Regions from separate parts of the Zea mays genome. Here regions 1 and 2 are each linked to region 3. Evidence: chromatin contacts called from public Hi-C data. All regions are on one chromosome and are shown on one strand. The core of a region is the stretch at or near the end of the contact, and the rest is flanking DNA. Distances in the headings are between cores, read along the strand shown. Region 1 holds the start of LOC100276685. Region 2 holds the start of LOC100191191. Region 3 holds the start of LOC100279792.

Region 1 (3,389 bases), core at 337-2,836, 260 kb after region 3:
TTTAACATTTTTTTTCATTCTCCGAAAAAAAACTAGCATTGCTGTCAGCTGAACACTGCATGAATCAGTTTGGTGCGCAGTTCTACTTCACTCGGATCAACGTCTCATTCTGATAAAGCCAGTATCTCTTCTCTGAAACCCTTCCCCCCGTCAGGTCAGGTCAGATTAGATTAGATAATGGCATACCGGTAGATGTAAATGTCGTTGCCGTCGAGCTTCTTGTTGCAGGCGAAGCAGGAGCTGAGGAAACCATCGGCCTCCGCGGCGCACTTGACCACGAAGTAGCGCCCGGCGGCGGCTCCATCCTCCGATTCCACGGCGGCGGCCTCGTCGTCGCTGGCCCCGGCCGTGTGGGGCTCCAGGATGCAGTCGCCGAAGATGTGCGTCGTCTTGGGGTTGGGGCCACGCGCGATGACGCGGGTGTAGTCCTCCGACTGCTCGATCTCGCTCGCGGAGACCGAGCCCACGAAGCGCCGGGACGCTGGCACTGGCAGCGAGCCCGGGCCCGGGAGCTTACCGAAGTCGAACGAGTTGCGCTTGGCGTTGCCGTTGCTGACGAGGTACGCGCCGGTGTCCGACCTAGTGGCCTCCTCAGGACCAGACTTCAGATCCCCGCGGCGGAACTGGAACCTGCTGCACGGCACCGACATGGCGGTGGCGGCGGCGGCGGCCGCGGTGTCCGGCGCGGGGCAGGACATCGTCTTGCCGAGCTCCGGCTGCGAGTGTCCTCCTCCGCCGCCGCCGCATTCCTTGGGCGGGGAGCTGTGCTGCCTGACGAGCCGCAGGCGCGGGCTGAGCAGGCAGTTGGCGGCAGCGGTGTCGGCGGCGAGGGCGTCGACTAGTCCCGGCGCGCCCCAGGCCCTCCTCGGCGACCGGAGCAGCAGCGCCTTGGGGTCTAGCGGCGACGTCGGGCTCCTCGACGACTCCGCGTCCGGCGCGCGCTTGGCGGCGAATCCGACGAAGAGGCGCGGCACGGCGAAGAGCGCGGCTCCGGAGCCGTCGGCGCGGGGCCGGGCGTCCCCGCCCCCGGCGGAGCCGGACGAGTCCGCGGCCCGGTCGGGCACAGTCCTCCGCAGCATCGCCGGCCTGCCCGCACGCCTTGCACGGGCGCAATGTCCTGAAGCCGGGGGGTCGGGGGGTCAAGGAAAAAAGGTCAGATCCATCGCCATCCCGCGAACCCACACGACGTCCTCGCTTCTCGACGCCCGCCCGTTCTAGCAAGGCGTCGCGTGTGGAGCAAGAGGAAAGGAGGACGGCGCATGCGTCGAACGAACAGCGGGTTCGTGCAGCACGTCGGCAAAAGAAAAAAAAGGCAACAAAAGGGGAGAACGAAGCGAACAGGGCAGAACAACGCGACGAGCCCGACGAGCACCCCCGGCGGCCCGGCACACCACCTCACCCACCCCGTACCTTTTTTCTTCTTCTTCTCGCTTTCGCCTTTGGCTGGCTGGCTACCCCCTCTTCCTCCTCGTCTGTGTGTCTGACTCCCTCTCACGCACCGCGCAATGGCATTGTGCGAGAGAGGAGAGGAGACGGGAGGAAGCGGAGGGAAGAGAGCCCGTGCTGAGGTGAAGAGGGAGGAGGGAGGAGAGCGAGGGAACACAGTTGCAGTGAAATCACACTGGCCTATAGATGGCCAAAAAGCACGAGGCACGTGAGCCCGGCACGAAGCCCGTTTTTTGGGCCCGGTCCGAGCCTGGCACGGTAGAATAAGCGGGCGGACTTGGACAGGAAACTAGGCACGGCGGGCTAGCCCGGCACGGCCCGTTTACCTCTAAGCCCGTTATTTTTACACTAAAACGTGCTTACCGGTCCGTTTAGCCCGCTTTTCGGCCCGTTTTTTCGTGCTAAACGGGCCGGCCCGGCCCGTTTAGGCCCGCTGCGGGCCAAGCTTGGACATAAAATTAAGCCCGCTGGCTCAGCAGGCCCGGCCCGATTTTTGATCGGGCTTAACCGGGCCCGGCCCGGGCCGGACCGGGTGGCCCTTTTGGCCATCTCTACACTGACCTGCTCTACTTGTACGAATTGATACCCCTCGCCTCTGTCCCTTTGCATGCATAGAAATCAGAGACGCAGTCGCAGTGCAGAGAGAGAGAGAGCGGGCTATATGATAGAAAATCTCTCTCCACTCTATATTTATCTATATTTAGAGGTTTGTCAGGTCCTTTTATTGGTCCAGTAAAAGGCACTGTAAATGCTCCTCTAAATTGTAGGGGCCAAATTCACCCGTGTAGAGGACGTACGACAGTTCGCTATGCATTTGTGACTGGCTGTATGTACGCTCTGCGCTATTCGTGCCGATCTATTTCACCCGATTCTCGTGCCGATCTATTTCACCCGATTCTCCATAGGGTATGTTTGAATGTTTTGTAGTATGTACCGTATTTTAGTGTAGGGGCATACGAACCATCATTTTCCGTATGTCCGATAGAAAAAAAATTGTAGAATACAAAGTCTGGTTAATAGGTTGTGTAAAAAAATAAAAAAGCGTAATTTAGGCTACATAATCAAGGATGCAATATGTAGCATATTTTATTTTCGAGGCCTACAAACAATCTGTTTCTTTATGTCCGGTACGAAAATAACTGTAGAATACGAAATCTAGTATCACTGTCCACATATAGGACGGAATTTAGAGTGTACTGCTAGAGAAGGAAAATGTATAAAGAATGTAATCTTTTAGAGTGCGTTGTAAATGACAAAAAATATTTTTTTATGAGATGAAATTTAATATTTTAAATAGATTTGTATGAAATTTAATGGTAATCTTTTTTTACGTTATCAATCGGATTATTACAAATAAGATTAAAATTTTGCATACATCATTGTATACATTATTTTGTGGCATGTAATAAAAAAAAGTGGAAAAATCATTTGTATCCGTATCTGAATCAAATTCGAATTTTAAATCTATCATTCGAGAAAACCCATAAGAAATGCAATGTTTATCTTTTATGAATCTTCACAAGCTTAATGCTAAAAAAATACGATTTACATAGTAGATTCTATATCATATTATTTCACAATCAAAGAAAAAAAGACCAAACATTGGTATTCCATTAAGTGTTAGTTTTCATCCCTACGCGCCAAATCGTTTTTCTAAAGATAAAATTAGCCATTACTGTAGTTAATTAGTTTACTTTGGTTACCAACGATCTTAGCAGTAAAATTTTATTCACTTCAAATCGAATTGAGCAAATAGTTGGACAGAATTTCGAATCTGAGACCTCTGTTTTATATTCGTATCTGGAACTATCTATATCTCTATTTGTATGTAGATTAAAATACAATAAAAAAACTGATATCACCCACGCACCCACCACCCCTGGAATGCCATTCATTGGTGTCAGGGAAAGGAGGCAGATGTAACAATTTAATTGTGCTATTAT
Region 2 (3,176 bases), core at 612-3,111, 300 kb before region 3:
TTAACAGTACTTACTGCATTAGGGTTAGGTAGGGTTTGGAATTTTTATTTTTCTTAATAAGTACAGTAATTAGATTACGAGCATAAGGTTTAAGTCAACCAGTATCCTATCTATTGTTCTTGTACTTCTATCTATGTAGTTACTAGTTAGTACTCCCTCCGTCCCAAAATAGTATTTGTTTTAGGGTGTTAATGGATTCATACAATATTTGATGTATGTGTATTATATATGTGTCTAGATTCATTGTCATCTATTTGAATATGGACACAAAAGTAAAGAGCTAAAATGAACAATATATTGGGACAGAGGGAGTAGATTATTAGGAAGGAGACTGTTGTTAAGAGTCAATACAATCCTTGGGCACATAAACAGTACCGCGTCACTGTGGCACTAGCACAGCGAAGGAGCCTACATGTGCCAAATTATGATCCATGAAAAAAATGAACCAACTTATGTACCTGGCTGATTAGGATATAATGGCATCCGTGATAATATAAGGACCTTTTTGGATATACGGGGGCTAACAGTTGGCGACTTGGCGCATATTTTTGAATACCAATTAGAAAGGCTAAACGTGGACTAATAAGAACTAATGGTAGCTAATTTAGTGGTTAGAGTCTGTCAGCCCTTATTAGCCCCGAATTAGCTCATGTTGAATTTATTTTCGTAAAGTGGGCTAATTTTTAGCTCTGTTTGGGATCCAATCAAGCCCTAAGTTCGGAATTGGTGGGAGCATATATCTTCCTGGATCTTATCCCCAAACAGCTCCATTATCAGTCCACACTGTCCCTATTGTATTGCAGCGATGTGCCCTACTGGCTATCTTTTATTAACTGACGTGTTACCTATGACAGAATCGACGAGAACATGGAGGAAACCGTGGCTAACGTGGAGGGAGCGCAGGGCCAGCTCCTGAAGTACCTCAACAGCATTTCGTCCAACAGGTGGCTGATGATGAAGATATTCTTTGTGCTGATGGTGTTCCTCATGATCTTCATATTCTTCGTCGCTTGACCTTCTGTAATCATTCTGCCCGAGACGCTCTGGCTGCTAAACGCATAGCATTCTTTTATTTTTAACTCATACTACACCGTGTACACAATTTTCACCCCTGGATGATGAGCAGAGTCGTTCACCCTTTTGTGGTCATGTAAATCGGGAGGAGTTCCAGTACTTAAGTTTACTCTTGATTGGTAATATCTCCACTGTATTTGATGTATCAGTATGCTGAACAGTAATAGTAATAGGCAGGTGGTAGCAGTGTTACAATACCGCTTCTTGTCATTGTCAGATCGCTCGCTAGCGCTATACGGGAGTGTGCCCAGCTACTTCCGGCACATGCTACTCTGACTGTTCCTGGTGGCTGGTATCTGCTGTCTCTCTTTTCATACGCTAACTTCAGGTAGGCTATCTGTCATGTGTCTACTAGCTAATTTTGAGGTAGGAGGATCTCCCAGATATCTGTCCTGTCTACGACAAACATAGATGGATCCTGGCATCATGGACGATGCCTCCTTTTGCGCTGAGCCCTATTTTTGTTTCATTTGTAATTTTTATTGCGCTTTTAGCACGGTTAAAACGACTTGATGCGAACCTGATGATATCATGGCTGGTGGTGATACTATACAACTACCCTGCTCTGCAATTTCACATTTCTACAGGTTCCATGCGTATGCCGCAGGCGAGTCCTCTTTCTGAGACTGGCAGCTGGCGTCCCACATCAGGCGCGTGAGGACGAGGCAGCGCGTGGCGTGTGCAGTCTGGCAATGTGTAAAATGCTGGTGGGGGTGGATAAGACTCGTTTGTAGCTAGCGATAAGTAAGGTAGCACGGGAGCAAAGCAGACCAGTAGACCACCGTGCCTGTGCCTCTCTCTCGTAGTCGTATCTGCGTTGCGCCGCTGCTTAAACAAACGCCGGACAGGGGAGGGCCGCGGCACGCGTCTCCAGTCTCCACCCTCCACGGCTCCACCCATCTCAAAACCCTAGCAACCGCGCCTCCATCGGTCCATCCCTACCCCAAATCCCAATCCAAGTTCGGTCCCCAGGCGGCGAGGACCCTCCCGCGCCGACTCGTCCCCGCAGATCGGCGGGCGGGGCAGATTCAGATTCGGGTCCGTGGTTCGCTCGGCTAGCCTCGCCGGGGTCCCACCGCGGCGGTCGGGGAGCATGGTGGGAGGGGGGAGGCGGGGAGGAGCGGCGGCGGAGGAGGTGAAGCTCAACACCGGCAACGTGTTCGCGGCGCTCGAGTCCCTCAAGAAGAAGAAGAAGGGCGACAAGGGCAGGGCGGCCGGGCCGTCCTCCAGGAAGAAGCACGGCGCGGGGGCCGCGCAGCAGCAGCAGGAGCCGCCGCAGAAGGATGTCTTCTGGGCTCCCGCGCCGCTCACCACCAAGTCCTGGGCAGACGTCGAGGACGACGACGACGACGACTACTTCGCCACCACCGCGCCGCCGCGCCCCGTATGGGCCGCCGCCGCCGCCGCCGAGCCCGCCAAGGAGGAGGAGGACGTCGAGGATGCTGTCCGCGCCGCCCTTCAGGAGGTCTGTTTCCCCCACCTTCTCTGTATGCCTTGTGATTTGGTTGTGGAATGCACCAGTGAAATATTCTTATACCTCCAGACTGTTCGTTGCTGTTTAACCTATACGTACTGGTTAGTTGACAGTTGGCGTGGAACCCTGGGAGTAAGGGCATGCAACGCTAGGTAGGTTTACGTGTGCATTATGCCGTTCCATTGGCATCGGTAACAGATGCACTTATTTCCTGTGGCCAATATGGCAATCAAAGGATGCCTGACAAGATGATCCCTAATGCTATCCTAATTGAGGTATGGGGATACCTCGGGGATATAGCTATAGTATGGTTAACCAAGTTGGTCAACCAATCTTCCGACCGAACAAGATGCCTGGCGAGTGAAGTATAGTGGTACCGATTTACAAGAATAAGGGAGACATTTAAAGTTGTACTAATTACCGAAAAATTAAGTTGATAAGCGAAGCTATGAGAGAGAGTTATCGAGCATTGGTTGAGAGGAATAACAAGGATCTCCTTGAACCAGTTTGGTTTCACGCCTCGAAACCATTTTCTTAATAAGCAAGTGATGGAGCAATATAGGGAGCAAAAGGACCTACACATGATTTTCGTTGATTTGGAGAAGTCTTATGACGAAATACAAGGAAT
Region 3 (3,184 bases), core at 219-2,718:
TGAATCATCTAGGTTCATGTACTATTCGAGGATGGACCTAAATAACACACCCAAAATAGTTTATAGACGGTTGATCTACTTTACTCTTTTCGCAAAGCACCGGGGAAAAAAGCTAGCTAGGGTCTGAATCCAGGGTATAGGGTAAGCATATGCAGAGATATATAGGCTTCGGATTTGGGATTACAATCGGTTAAAAGAGGCGGAAACACGAGAGCTCCGTGGACCACTGCAAGGAGAGGAAACACGTACACACACACACACACACATGGCCTTTTTTGTGACTGTCACACGTAGTACGGTGCTTTGGACGGAAAGAGCAGATGAAAGCGGGCAAAGCATTTGGATGATGATTGTAGACTGTAGTAACGGAATAAAGCAGGTAAAGGAGAGACTGATATCCTTTGACGAATGGTATAGTCGTGTTGGAGCTGTTGTTTTCTCTCCCTCTTTCTTCCGGCCGGGCGGCAACAACCATGCAGATTAATTAAGCTAGCAAATTTCGTTTTAATCTGGTAGGGTGCGTTGCGTGAAGTCTGTAATGGTCTAGTCTACTCTACTAGCAGTACTTTTTTAAAGTAGGCATTGATCAGTTGCCCGTGTGCTTGTTGCGTCTTTTGCTAATACTAACTGCCTACTGGTACTGTTAATCAGGACTTAACGGAAAGATGGCCACACCACAGCTCTCCCAGCTCTTGCGTCAGAAACTGTGAACAGGAGAGTGGAGCCGACTGCATGCATGTCTTTTCCTTTATTTTATTTTTTCTCTTAATCGTGTGTGTGTGTGTGTGTGTTCTCGTCTTTCAGAGAAATAACGGTACTGATTGTTCAGTTCATCTTTCTAACGAGAGCTGCACTCACACAGCTGACGGATCCAATTCACCTGGTCCGCTGGTCGGTCGGTCGATCGTCGCCGCCGCATTATTTCCGGCAGCGAGAAGCAACAGGCAGGGCAGTCGCCCGCGCGCGCGCGGCAAGAAAGCAGGGCGCGCTAGCTATGATTCAAACAGACACACATGTATATATGATGGCTGCGCCGCCCCCGACCATGCGTGTACGGGAAGGAAGCGATCGAGGAGCGCAAGGAAATGATCAGCGCAGGGCGGCCGTGAGAGCTAGCGATCAGCGCAGCAGTAGCTAGTAGCAAGCATCGGATCGGAAGAACAATCTCAAGCAGCGGCCAAGGAATAACGAAGCGACGAGGAGCTAGGAGGATGACTCGCAGACTCACCTGATGATGTGCCGGCAATGGAGCAGCCCCCTGCCAGGTACTAGTAGTAGTCTAGTCTACCTGGAGGCGCGGGCGTCGGTACGGCGGCCACCCGTCTCTGTGCGTTCGTGTGTGCTCGTGCAGTGGCGCGGCCGGCCTTCACCAAGGAGGAGGAGGTGGGTGCGTCGGTAGAGATGGTGCTGCTAGAGCTGGAGCTGGGTGCGGCGCGGTAGAGATGGTGGTGGATGTGGGAGCGAATAAGGGAGGGCGTGGAAGAGGCGGTGGTGGTGTGTCTGGCTTTTGTTCCGCGCCGCAAGCGACCGTACGTGCCGCCAGGCCGGCTCGGCTTCGTGTACTGCTGCGTATCACACACACAGCCCAGATTCTCACAATGCCCTTGCCCCCGCTATGCCTATGCTGTGCGGCATCCTTTTGAGTGGAGCCGGTGAATTCCTGGCCCCTGCAGGCTGCAGCCATGCCAAGGGTGAAAGGCCTCGGTTCCAAACTTCCACTGGCCTTGATTCCCGTTACACTACATGTGGCTCCCGCCGCCCGCCAGTGAATACGCATACGCCCATCGAATAGTAGTCGCAACTCGCAAGGGATTTTTCTTTTATGGCTAGTTTGGGAATTCAATTTTCTTAAGAGATTCTTATTTTCCAAGAAAAAATAAACTAATATTTTTTTAGAAAATATTTTTTTGATAAAATGGTGTTCCCAAATTAACCTTACTAGTAGTATTTTGCTGTGGCTTCAGGACAGCCATGCATGCCTCGGGTTTGGGAGAGAGGAGAGAGGACAGAGGGTTCTGGAGCTCCGGCCGGTACTGGACAAGGTTACAATCCGTAGGCCTTGGAGTTTTGTTGTTCCAGAAAACACAAAAAAAACTCATGGTTGGATTTATTTATTTTTTTTAAAAAAAAAAGAGAGACTCGGGAGCGAACCGAGTTCAGCATTTTTGGTTGGCATGCCGTGCCGGGATGCCGGGCGGCAGGCAGGTGGTGGTGGTGCCCCACCCCACCGTCGTGGTCGGCCGTCACACCGGTCCGCTCCGCCGCACCGGTGCGGATCGAGACGGAAGGACGCGCGTCCCTCGTGGAGTGGTGGATGTGCGCGTGTGGTCGGATGCGCGCGGATGTGTCATGCGCGCCTGCAGATGCACACCACGTACGGGAATGGAAGGAAGGAAAAACGACCGTGTCTGTCAGTGAGGGCTTTAGGCGCTTTGGGCACGCACATGCATGTTGGCCGCCAACCTACGCCGAAGGGAAACGGGGGCAAAGCCAGCATGCGATGCACGAGCGGCAGCGTCAGGCGTAGAGATGGCAGTGGGTAAGGTACCCAGTGGGCACACGAAGCCATACCCATACCCACTAGGAAAAAATTGACCCATATCCATACCCACTACTCATCATGAGTACAAAATTACGCCATACCCATACCCACCATGGGTAGCGGGTACCCATCCGGTACCCATACCCATTAACATTACGATAAACATGATCATTTAAATCACAAAAATAAGTACCAGTATAACAAATGTATCGAACTCAACATAATTTTATCACAGGTTCAACAATATTCAACATTAAATGGCAATATCATGCCTTCAAATCACACAAAACATAACATTGATTCTACAAAACTATGGACAAAACTTAGCATTCATTTTATATGAGACATATAAATCCGGACTCACGTGTCATATATTAGCGGGTTCCCCATCGGGTAGCGGGTATGGGGCAACAGAGAACATACCCACACCCATCGTACCCGATGGGCATAACAAATGACCCAATAAAATACCCATGGATATCAAAATCCGCCATATCCGTGCCCTAATAGGTTTTTTACCCATCGAGTTTCGGGTTTCGGGTACCCATTGCCATCCCTAGTCAGGCGTTACCGGACGGGGTCGTCGGATTCGGACGTCGGGTCGGATGATCCATCGGCAGGCAGGGCGCGGCGGGCTGGATC

Evidence for each region. Hi-C and Micro-C count contacts between places; a contact is called where the count stands out from the background.
Region 1: a contact with region 3 is called in a Hi-C map of tassel, with 2.4 times the contacts expected there. The contact joins the promoter of LOC100276685 here to the promoter of LOC100279792 in region 3. A contact is called at or near these places in 2 of 25 Hi-C or Micro-C datasets (leaf and tassel).
Region 2: a contact with region 3 is called in a Hi-C map of bundle sheath, with 9 times the contacts expected there. The contact joins the promoter of LOC100191191 here to the promoter of LOC100279792 in region 3. A contact is called at or near these places in 2 of 25 Hi-C or Micro-C datasets (bundle sheath and endosperm).

The regions. Positions count from the first base shown.
Region 1 is chr8:19,776,314-19,779,702 of Zm-B73-REFERENCE-NAM-5.0, forward strand. LOC100276685 reads right to left here and starts at 1,587. Exons shown (of 3, transcript NM_001150412.2): 1 at 1,411-1,587; 2 at 187-1,117. The coding sequence starts at 1,079.
Region 2 is chr8:19,215,842-19,219,017 of Zm-B73-REFERENCE-NAM-5.0, forward strand. LOC100191191 reads left to right here and starts at 1,862. Exons shown (of 3, transcript NM_001136626.1): 1 at 1,862-2,539. The coding sequence starts at 2,168. LOC100283387 (syntaxin 32) reads left to right here. Exons shown (of 5, transcript NM_001156288.2): 5 at 855-1,266. The coding sequence ends at 1,014.
Region 3 is chr8:19,516,676-19,519,859 of Zm-B73-REFERENCE-NAM-5.0, forward strand. LOC100279792 reads right to left here and starts at 1,469. Exons shown (of 12, transcript NM_001152750.1): 1 at 1,229-1,469.